Linked DNA regions of Zea mays: region 2 is linked to region 1. Evidence: chromatin contacts called from public Hi-C data. All regions are on one chromosome and are shown on one strand. The core of a region is the stretch at or near the end of the contact, and the rest is flanking DNA. Distances in the headings are between cores, read along the strand shown.

Region 1 (5,753 bases), core at 2,508-5,007:
AGATTTCCCAAATAAATCACCACAATAGCATACATTGGCCACAAACTAGATGATTATGGTTGGGGATTATATCTGTATGCTTTTAGAACATCTCGCATTAGGGGGAGGAATGTCCATATAGTGTAATGCCTCAATATTCTATTAAACGCACAAAAGCCAAACTGAACCTGCCGTTCGGTGTGTACTCCTGTGTATATGGAGTTTGCCAGAAATCGTTGAGGAGTAACCATATTGGTTTGAATGCTTCTACCTGATGTAGATGTGGATATACCTGGGATTAATATCATATCCACATTTGACTTATTGGCATTTGATCTATTCTTGGGGACGCCTGCGAACATGATCCATTGGCCTTAGTCAAAGTATATGTTCTGATTGCAGATTCACGTGGTCTATAATAACTCTGCTCCGATTAATTCACCCTGCTGGTGATTTGCCTCACTGAGAGGTTCATCTTGATGATGAAATTCCTAGCAATACACGCAATATCATTGTGCTGGGAATATGGAACAATGAATCTTTCGTTTTGGGAAATAACGGAGATCATTATTAAATGTGGGAGACAAATATGTCGACACCTATATTGCCTCTCTAGATTGCAAATGGATCCAAAACAAAGTCCTAGGCATGAGTGCTTTAAGCTCTCTTATCGGGTCATTGATAAATGCAATCAAGGCTGAACCAAGAATCGCAAAATGAAAGTCGCGAGCTTGAAGTTCGAACATTTATGGGCACTATTGAAATAATGTGTGGTGAATGCGATGGTTCAAGTGGTTTAGTGAGAGACCCATCCCACATATGTGTTGAATAAACACAGTTTTGCTATGTAATATATCTGGCAAATGGCATGAATTATAATATGCAGTTAATAGGATTCTGAAGATCCGTCATGAGATCCTAGGAGGACTCATATCTTTGAATTATAAATATGCAACATATAAATCTCATACCGAATAATACATTCCTAACGAATGAGCACTCTCATATATAGAGAGAATATCTCCTAGATGAGATTATAGTTCCTTGATGGAACCTTTCCAGAAGAAACAAAGTATGTGTTAAACACCAAAGTTTGATAATCCCTATAAAGGGATAAAGACCCATACAGACCCAAAAAGGAATAAGATGAGGTACCAAAGGACTTGAAGTTCACCGAATAAGCACATGTGCATTCCATGATCTTTACTCATGGTATTTTCCACTAGATGTGGAATTACGGTATCCTCTAAAGCCATGATGGCATAAACCTATAAGGTTTAGGTGTTACTGGCAAAATATCCCCATTGTGCCAGAATGACAGACTATAACGATATATCTGATCGATGAAAAATCCCTGATGGATTACGATCTTTGATGGACTTTTGTTTCACCATCATAGATGTTGCAATGGATGAACGCCTGGAGCGACGTGTCATATTTAGAATATGTACTATTGCAACTATATTATCCCTAAGTCTTATTGAAGGACATGTTACTTGCTTTGCACAACTATGTATAAATTGTGGTGTAAGATAGAAAATGATAGCACCCCAACCTCATCCATTCTCGTTATTCTAGATGAACAATGAGACATATATCTTGAAGAATATGCTTGAGTTATGAGGGATAACGACTTTGACAGATGTCATCGTCAGGGGGAGCGAATGCTTATATTGATCACAATCATGAGACAATAAATGTCCTATTCTATGCCCTGAAGGCGTGAGCTTGATGATCAATATGTGAACCTTTATGGAACTTTCTATCAAATATATAGATCCAGTCGATCGAACACCATCAGTCAAAGTGGCTTATTTATATTGATACGTGCATTTACCTCGTATATCCTAGAAGTGAGTAGAGGTAAAGTTCCTGAAATAGTCCTTGCAAGGATATACAATCCATTTGCTAAATCTTTATGTGCATATACTTTCAGAAGATGTTTTGCCTTATTGATACGGTTTTGCAAGGATCAAGGGGAGCACATTTCTAAAGTTAGCCATTGTAGAAGATTCAATAGAATCTAGATCCTAGAGGATCGAAATCTATCCCGATGACAGTTGTTGTACTCTTTTCCCTTGGTGAGTTTTCTTGAAGTTTCTCACATGAGATTTTTAACGAGGCAACAAAGTGCAAATGCAATTTGTATCACCATGCACTCTTTCTCCATATTTTTCCCGCTGGGGTTTTTCGGAGTTTTAACGAGGTATGTGTTGGTCGTGGTATTCGCCTAAGGGAGAGTGTTAAGTAACCCTAGTTAGGGTTATGTGGGCAAATACCGGCTTTGCCTCTGAGTGGTCTCACATCTCTATATAAGGAACCTGTATACCCCATCATATGATAGAGAAGAGAAAGAGGCCAGAGGCCCAACCCTACATCTTGTGTCTCGTGTGTTTCACTGTCGTGCTTCTGGGAATGGATACAGGTCTTCCACGACTTCTCACGCCTAATCTGCTGACGGGAGGGAAGGGTGCGGATCTGGTGATCCGTGGTAACGTAGTTCTCAACAGTTGCATGCTTTTAAAACTAACCTAGCGGAGAACGAAGCACGCCAACAGGGACAGGGCGAGGGCCGGCGGTGGGCCTGTGGAATGGGGATGGGGTTGCTGTTTCCTAGGCGAGACAGCGACACTGGGCTAGGTTGCTGTTGCCTGCTTGCTACTACCTTTCAACCTTTGGGCCATAAGTTAGGCTGGGAGTCATGGGCTGTGCGGTACTGCTGCCAGATTGGGCCCTTAAGGTTCGAGTATTTGGGATACCCGAGGGTGGTACACAAATTATCCAAAATAAATTCAGGTTTTTAAAATTAACACTCGAAATTTCTATATAAAAAGCAGGTTTCGGATGATATGAGTTTAGATTCGGGTAATACGGGTTTAGGATATGGGTTTTTTGTCCAACCTTACCCGCGCCTAGGGAAGAAGTAAGCACGTTGTAATCAGATATAACTGGTTGACTGATGAGATGGATGACCATCGTTTAGGGCCTGTTAGTTTTTTAAAAAAACTGAGGAGTTTCTAAACAAGTCAGCATAGAAAATGTGGTGCTCGTAGCCTAGGCACGACAAAATTTACAATTGTCGTCCCGTTATCCCCAAGCCGACATGCATGCATCATTTGTTACCAACGTAACAGGATGATAATTATTTTTTCGATAAAATGTGCATAGGAAGCATGTATTCCTTTTATTTATATGATACACTGCTATTGGTTTTGGTCATCGGTTTTTATACTATATAGGGCTTTCTCGGTTTCTCCAACCATTCCCTCTAATATGTACTTTCTAATATATTTTACTATCTCCATTTAGCACCCAAAATCATAATTTTGAGATTTAAGGAAATTCTTTAGAGATTTAAAATTTAAATTGTCTTTTAATAAATTTATGAATTAGAGATAGTTTCCTAAATCTGAATAAATGGTAAATAACAAATTTTAGCTATGCATTTAAACTATTTTCTTAATTAAATAGGTGGTGAAATACTTTATATGATTGAATTCTATATATTTAAGAGCATTTGTCTAATGGAATAAATAATACAAAATATATTGGTGCATCATTCTGATTGTACATTTTGTTTGAAATAGAAAAAAATCCAAACTCAGATCTAAATTTGAATCCAATTTAAAATAGGAAATAGAAATTTTAAAAAAGGGGGAAGAAGAACCTCTACAGTTCTCGGGCCCAAACCTCCTCTCGGCCTAGTCTACCAACCCCTACCACGCGGCCCAGCAGCTGAACCCTGGTACCGACATGTGGGGCCCGCTGAGCAGCCGCTCACCCTGTTTCACGTGCGTTGCATTGAGCCGCTGACGTCATATGGCATGCATGCCTATGAGACTCACCGTGCCTGGGCTCCTAGGATCACCGCCTGGTGGGGTTAGCCCGTCAGAGTTATCCTCATCCTCTGGTTGTTGAGAACCCGTGTCGTAACAGTCAGGAGCATAATCTGCCTGAAACCTCGTCGTCCGTTTCTTGCTCTGCACGGACTTCAGATGCCATGGGGTATAAAAATGGTGGTGCTGCTACCCTCTTATCCATCAAGTAAGCCAAGCCGTGGCCGAACCATTGGTTGTGATGAGAGAGATGGGGGACCGGTCGCAGCGGAGCTCGACCTCGCCGTCGTTCCGTTCCCGACATGCGGTCCAGGAGTTCAGGAAAGCTCGTGGGAGCCGCACCAACGTTGAACTGAAGGAGAGCGAGCTTGAGATATTGGGTCGTTGTTGGGAACCCGTGCCCCTGCCATCAACCGAGCTCCGTCTTTAGCCCACCGTACACCATGGTCGGACCTGCTGACATCTTCTCCCACCGATAAGACATCACAGTCTTTGTTCGATTGGCTCTCTGCGTCGTGTAGCATTTGTTGTTCGTGAGTTTAGGGTGCGGGGTCGCTGGTTGGCCGTGCGCCGGCGAGCTTTCCACCGTGGGGAGCTCGACGCCGCCTTTGCTGGCCACCGTGGAGGTAGCCGTGGGCGAGAGGGATAATGGGGATATCAGTGAATCGTTGATCATGTAATAAACGACTTAGATTAGAAGTAGAGGTATCGCTTCGATGTTTTAAATCCGTGTCGTCGAATTTGGATCGGAGTGATAGTTTTAGATCAAGGCATGGAGGGTGGTGGGGCATAGATCGCAGATCCAAGAGCCGCAATCGCGTACCCCTTCGCTTTTACTCTCGACCGTAGATCCTTGATCGGATGGCCTCTGTGAACGCGCGTCATGCAGTTGTGGTACTTTTAGTAAAGAGCCCCTATAGTATTCTCTAATCAACCCGCAGTCCACCATTATGTAAAGAGTAATACATTTAGGCCTTGAACTTTGCAGATGTAACCCCGAGCTTCTTTGTAATAGAAACTGCCATCCTCGGCCGTGGGGAAACCCTTGCACTCAGATCTCTGCAATTTGCAGAAACACCCCTAGAAGCAATTTTAGGTGTAAAACTAATATCAAATAACTCGTAAAACTTATTTAGCCCATAACTTTTGCACTGTAACTCCGATTTAATCTGTTCAAATTGTGTTGACTTCGTAATAATAATGCCTACACTTTCGTAACATTATTTTATCAGATAACATGTTTTCAAAAATAGATATTCATTTAACCTATGCTTAGTGGATTAATCCTTCTAATCCAAGTTAATCTATAATTTGACTAAAATGTAACCTCTAATCAAGTTATAACTTAGATTAAGGTAAAAATTAGTTATTTCCTTGGGTTGTCTTTCTCACATGATCTATATTAATCAACATAGAATATAGTTCTATTGTGTAATCACCTAAGAACTTCACAAAACCATATCTTGTTAACCCTAACTCCGATTTTAGTCATTCTCGAACCTACAATCTCGTAGTGACGCATAGAATGATCCTACGTTGTTTGTTCTTATGCTTTGGTGTAATGTTACCATACCCATTATTTCCTTGATTGTATGTATTGCTACGCATAGCAGCGAGGTCACGAGAAACCTGAAGACCAACTTAATGAAGTACCTGTAATCTCAAGTCTAAGGCAAGTTGTGCCCTTGATCACTCTTCTTTACCTAATAATATTCCTGCTAATCACTATGACATGTGTAAGGAAAATGGACCCTGGGCCATTTGGCTAAATAGGTTTTGGTGTTTGATGATCAACATAATCTGTGGACTAATGTGTTTGCTAGTGTTTATGTTTGTAGTTCACAGGATGCTAAAGTTACTTAGACCAAGGCATTGAGGAAAGCAACACCTCAAAAGAAGACATTATGAAGATCAAGTGAAGTCCAAGAAACGAAGCAA
Region 2 (5,611 bases), core at 2,815-5,314, 680 kb after region 1:
TAAGCGGGTTATCCAAACCTGACATGTCAAAAATAGTATCAGATCTAATTCAAGGACTTGAAAATGTTGAAACTCCTGAGTCTCCGAAACCAGACAACGTTGATCGCCAACCACCAAGTGATGAAACAAAAGGCTCATCTGAGGAAGTTAAGAAGTCGGACTCTGTAGCTATTCCTGAAGATTTCCGTTGCCCAATATCTCTCGAGCTGATGAGAGATCCAGTAATTGTTTCAACGGGACAGGTGAGGCTTCACACTATCACCCTTTCATTGGTCCTTTAAACTGTCATGTATAATTTGCCGGCTGCTGACGAGCTGCTCACGAATTCTGTAGACCTATGAGCGCGCTTTCATTCAGAGGTGGATTGACTGTGGAAACCGAACCTGCCCAAAAACTCAGCAGAAGCTCCAGAACCTTTCGTTGACCCCAAACTACGTGCTTAGAAGCTTAATACTGCAGTGGTGCGAGGAAAAGGGGATGGAACCACCTAGCAGGTCTAAAAGCGACGGTTCTCCTCTTGAGGTTGCTGGCAACAGATTAGCAATTGAAGCGTTAGTCCGCAACCTCTCGAGCAGTTCATTAGATGATCGGAAATCTGCTGCGGCTGAAATAAGATCCTTGGCCAAGAAAAGCACAGACAACCGTATACTTCTAGCGGAATCTAGCGCTATACCGGCTCTGGTGAAACTCCTGTCGTCCAAGGACCCGAAAACCCAAGAGCACGCAGTGACAGCTCTCCTGAACCTCTCCATATACGATCAGAACAAGGAGCTGGTAGTGGTTGCCGGTGCCATCGTCCCAATCACACAGGTGCTGAGGACGGGTAGCATGGAAGCAAGAGAGAACGCAGCCGCGGCTATCTTCAGCCTGTCACTGATGGACGACAACAAGATCATGATAGGGAGCACCCCAGGGGCAATCGAGGCGCTGGTGGAGCTGCTGCAGAGCGGTAGCTCGAGGGGCAAGAAGGACGCGGCGACAGCGCTGTTCAACCTGTGCATATACCAGGCGAACAAGGTGAGGGCCGTCCGAGCGGGGATTCTGGTGCCGCTGATCCGGATGCTGCAGGACTCGTCCAGGAGCGGAGCCGTCGACGAGGCGCTGACGATCCTGTCGGTCCTCGCGAGCCACCACGAGTGCAAGACCGCCATATCCAAGGCCCACGCCATACCTTTCCTGATCGACTTGCTGCGGTCAGGCCAGGCCCGCAACAGGGAGAACGCTGCCGCCATCATACTCGCGCTGTGCAAGAGAGACGCCGAGAACCTCGCCTGCGTAGGGAGGCTGGGCGCCCAGATCCCGCTCGCCGAGCTGGCGAAGACCGGCACGGACCGAGCCAAGCGCAAGGCAACCTCGCTCCTGGAGCACCTCAGCAAGCTGCAGGTGCTCTAGTAGTCCCACCCACCACTGTCCATCCACAGCCACACCACTCTGTGCGCGCGCGTGCGTTTTCGACTTTTCCACGCCACGGTGTATGCGTACAAATGCGAGTAGTGTAGCATCATCATCATCATCTGTCGTCGAGTGTGATTTCGGTGGGGTTGGTGATAAGTTCGTTTCAGTCAGAGGAGCAAGACCAAACGCTTGTTCGTTCTGTCAGCTCATGTCTGCGTGTAGTTTGATTCGAGCTTTTTCAAAAGCTCGCGGTGTGGGAATTACCTCGGTCGCCATCGAAATTTTCTACTTATATTATTATTATGACTCCTTTGTCTTCAAGACATCAACCTGACATCAACCTGGTACCATCAGCACTTAATTCCTGGGGCTACCTTCAGCATTAACTTGTTGGTGCCAAAATGCTCTCCCCTGGACTGGACATGATTAGCAAGGCGACCTGGTAAGAAAAGCAGCGCGGTAATGATGATTCTATGCTCCATTACTCCTACCTGCGTTTAGTTTAGTATCCGATATCTTGGCAAAAGCTCAGACTGGTTCACAGAGAAGGATGCCGATGAATTGGATCCGTGGCAACTAAACCGATTGCCATGGTACTACCTGCGCTAAGAGCATCTTGCTTGCATCACTCGTGGACCATATCACGGGAGTCAAATGGTCCAGCACTCTGATGCAAAGGTGATAGGTACGTTCTGTACTGCTGGTGTGAGTTAGCGACTCGCTTTCATGCGACGATGTCTTCAGTCCTCAGACTCGAGGAGAAGAGACCAAAAACACGTGTGCGCACCACTCGTGAAACTTCGTCTCATCAGTTGTCGCTACGCTCCAGATGCTCTTCTTTAGTCTTGTACTCTTGTGGTGTATGTATGTCCATGGAAAAGATTAGGAGCTGGAAGAGTGTATTATAGTTTCGTACCGTAGCGCTGTACCAAACAATGAGCAGGAGAAAAGGACGATCACACCTGATTATCTGGGCATTATCAACATAATCCTCGCAATAATTTAGAGTCACACGAAAAAATAAGAAAATAAAAAAGGGGCCCTTTCACACACGCAGGCCAAGGCCATCATGGTGCCGAGCAAACTGGATAGGCACACGAATGAGTAGGGTAGGGGTTCCGAGCAAACGGACAAAAAGAGCGAACCGTTTGATACGATACCCGGAGTTGTCAAGATCGTGCGCTAGCTTTAGGCCGCCACGCTTACCCTTTCGTGAGCAGCACCAGCACAGGAGATGGATGCGGTCTGCTTTCCCATGCAAAGCAAAGGGAAGCGAAGCCCCATCCGTTTACTACCTACCAGGAACCATTGACCTGAGGTACGTCTTGTCACGCGTGCCGAGAGGACTAGGAGATCTATGGAATTTGACCGTGTTTACACCACACCCGTTCCGGTCTAGTATTGAGTGTAGCTTAAACTAATTTATATCTCAATCTATTTCAATATATGTGGATTATGATCGATATTAAAGTACACAAACAGTGCATACAAAACATGAACGGCGTGTGTAAACGGCGTCCAGCGACCCAATACATAGATAACTGAATGTTCACACCAACGCACATCTTGTCTAGTGGTCCATGTTAGGCTGTCTCCCGTCTTTCATTCCATTTTTCCATTTTACACTTTACTCTATAAACAATAATTTCCATTTTAAACTTCAATCTATAAACAATAATTACCATTTTAAACTTCACTCTCTCAATAAGCAATAATGTCTACTGTACAAAAACAGTGCTTTCTATGGCTATATACATAATCCATCTGCTGACTGCTGGATACAACTTTTTGTGTGGCCGTGGATGAAACTATCAGTTTGTTGGCACCTTGCGGTACAAGGATGGATCAGCTTATTTTTTACAGAAAAAACGTAGAAAATAACGCAACAAAAAAAAAGGTTTCTACGTTTTGAAGGGGAATGGTGACCCTCTCTCTGTTTAGGCTCGAAATTCAAAGAGAGGATGATTCGATTCCACTCCAGATAAAAAAAAGACAGGAAGGAACAAAATGCATGCGAAATAAAATAAAATGATGGTTGGATTTTAGTTTATTTAAGAGTAAAGGCTATTAACGCCTCCAGATTTTGGCCATATATAAATCTATAGCCTATCTATCACCTCATTGTGATCTACTTATTTTGCTGGTTCCTGCGCAGTCACCGTTTTCAGATGCATGTATTCAGTTATAAAACAACATAGTTCCGACCGCTTTATTACACAACATAGTTCCGAAGTATAGTCCATGGACAAAAAAGGATTAAAACTTGTTAAAACTCTCTGTGCCATTATTATAAAAAAACATGATATATTAGATGTTTGGACGAAAAAATTACAGAATCATAATATAGTTACTGGAATCGTAAAATAAATCTGGTCAATCGGATCTTAAAGCGGTAAGATCGTACTAGAGGATAAGTGAGACCGTGACCAACTTTGGCTGCGCCACCCCGTCGGTGTTACGAGACAAAGAAAGCAAGCCCCATAGGTCCAACCGGTGGGGCATGTCCTGCTAATCGGCGACACTCAGATACCTGTTCACTTGTATGGGGAGCTTTACCACCCTCAAATCACGCACCCTTAACAACGTCTGTCTCGACGACAAGGGGAAAAAAAAAAGAAGAAAGGTGAAAAACACACACAAAGAAAGAGGAACACCCACTACCTTGGGCACTTTCACCTCCTCGAGCCTCCCTCTCCTCTCCTCTCCTCTGACTCCGCCCCCTTTTAAAATTGGGACCCTCGCCGCCGCGCCCCGCAGACCCGCACACACACAGACCACACCTTCTCGCCCCCTCGCAAGTCGCAGCAGGGACAGCGGCAGCGACGCCACCGCACCACCACCTCGTCCGCCACCCGCAATGGGGAACAGCATCGGGGGCAAGCGCAAGAGCGCCAAGGTGATGCAGCTGGACGGCACCTCCTTCCGCGTGAAGCCCCCGGCGGCGGCGGCGGCCGACGTGCTGCGGGACCACCCGGGCTTCCAGCTGCTCGAGTCGGAGGAGGTCAAGCTCCTGGGCGCCCGCGCGCGCCCGCTGGCCCCCGACGCGCCGCTCCGCCGCGGCCGGCTCTACTTCCTCGTCGCGCTCCCGCGCCGCGCGCCCGCGGGGGGGCCCATGCGCCGCGCCTGGTCGGGCAACCTCAACGTCGGCGCCCGCGAGCGGCTCGAGTCGCTCAAGCTCGCGCGCCGCTCCACCTCCGACCTCTCCTCGCTCCCCGCCCCCGCCCACGCCTCCGCGTCGGCCCCCGCCTCCCCGCTCCCCGGCGGCGGCGGCGCCACGCCCGTGCGCCTCAAGATGCGCCTCCCCCGGGCGCAGGTGGAGAAGCTCATGGGCGAGAGCAAGGACCCCGCCGAGGCCGCCGCCAAGATCATGGAGCTCTGCGGCGCGGCCGTGGCGGGCGACGCGCACGCCAGCGCCCGGGCCACCCCGGACCGCCCGCGGCCCGGGATCCTGCGCAGCCCTAGGTTCGCCAAGACACCGGAGTGGGGCGCCCGGTTCATGCTGCCGTCGCCGGCGCCGGCGCCGGCCAAGACGCCGCCGCAGCGGTGGCCCACGCTGCCACGCACCAACGAGGTAATTTCGTCCGTATCTACATTTAACCCCCCATCCCCCCACGTGCATTGCATTATTGTTTGTTCCCATTCCCACACCAATGAACACCGTAAGATCTGCACGCTGCGGCAGAGAAACGTGGGTTGGGATCCGTTCGACCTCTCCACCCCTTGTGAAAACTGAAACTGTAGAACGCCCATTTGTTTCTAGATCGCCTTGCTTCTCATGATCACTCGTTTTGTTAGATCATCGGCCGCGCCCGGCACCGGTTCTTCCGATCCAGCTAGTGCGAATGCATGCTCGCGCTAGGCACGAGCGAGGGTTAACATGGCAGCATTGCATTTCAGATGCAGTTTCATTGTAGTTGCAGAGAACACGTAGCCTGTCTCACAGTGGGGGCACTAAAGGCAGCTAGCTTGTGTAAAAAGAAAGAAAGAAAGAAAGAAAGAAAAAAATAAGTGGACGCGAAACTGCTGCTCTCCGCTGATTGCGGGGAACAACGAACACGAGTGCGCTGGGTGCAGGAACGCGATAGCATTCTCCAGTGGCAGCTGGAGAAGTTTTGACAAAAGTAGGACACAATCAGTGCTATTCTATTCTATCTAAACGTTAAACGGCCACTTAAACAGGCGAAACGGCTGTTTAAAGTTCAAACAAGCTAAATAA

What was found. A called contact is a pair of places that touch in the nucleus more often than the background predicts.
Region 2: a contact with region 1 is called in a Hi-C map of leaf mesophyll, with 5 times the contacts expected there. The contact joins the promoter of LOC100501255 here to the enhancer-like site in region 1. A contact is called at or near these places in 2 of 25 Hi-C or Micro-C datasets (leaf mesophyll and tassel).

What each region holds. Positions count from the first base shown.
Region 1 is chr4:171,274,579-171,280,331 of Zm-B73-REFERENCE-NAM-5.0, forward strand. No RefSeq gene overlaps it. Among protein-coding and RNA genes, the nearest start is that of LOC118476980, 15 kb to the left of the region's middle. Within about 2 kb of position 3,758, at least 17 of the 20 cell types and tissues checked have an H3K27ac peak or open chromatin away from gene starts, as enhancers often do. A contact at or near this core is called in leaf mesophyll and tassel, where this site is marked.
Region 2 is chr4:171,954,528-171,960,138 of Zm-B73-REFERENCE-NAM-5.0, forward strand. LOC100501255 reads left to right here and starts at 4,065. Exons shown (of 2, transcript NM_001196024.1): 1 at 4,065-4,966. The coding sequence starts at 4,253. LOC100193248 reads left to right here. Exons shown (of 4, transcript NM_001138397.2): 3 at 1-242; 4 at 334-1,691. The coding sequence ends at 1,392.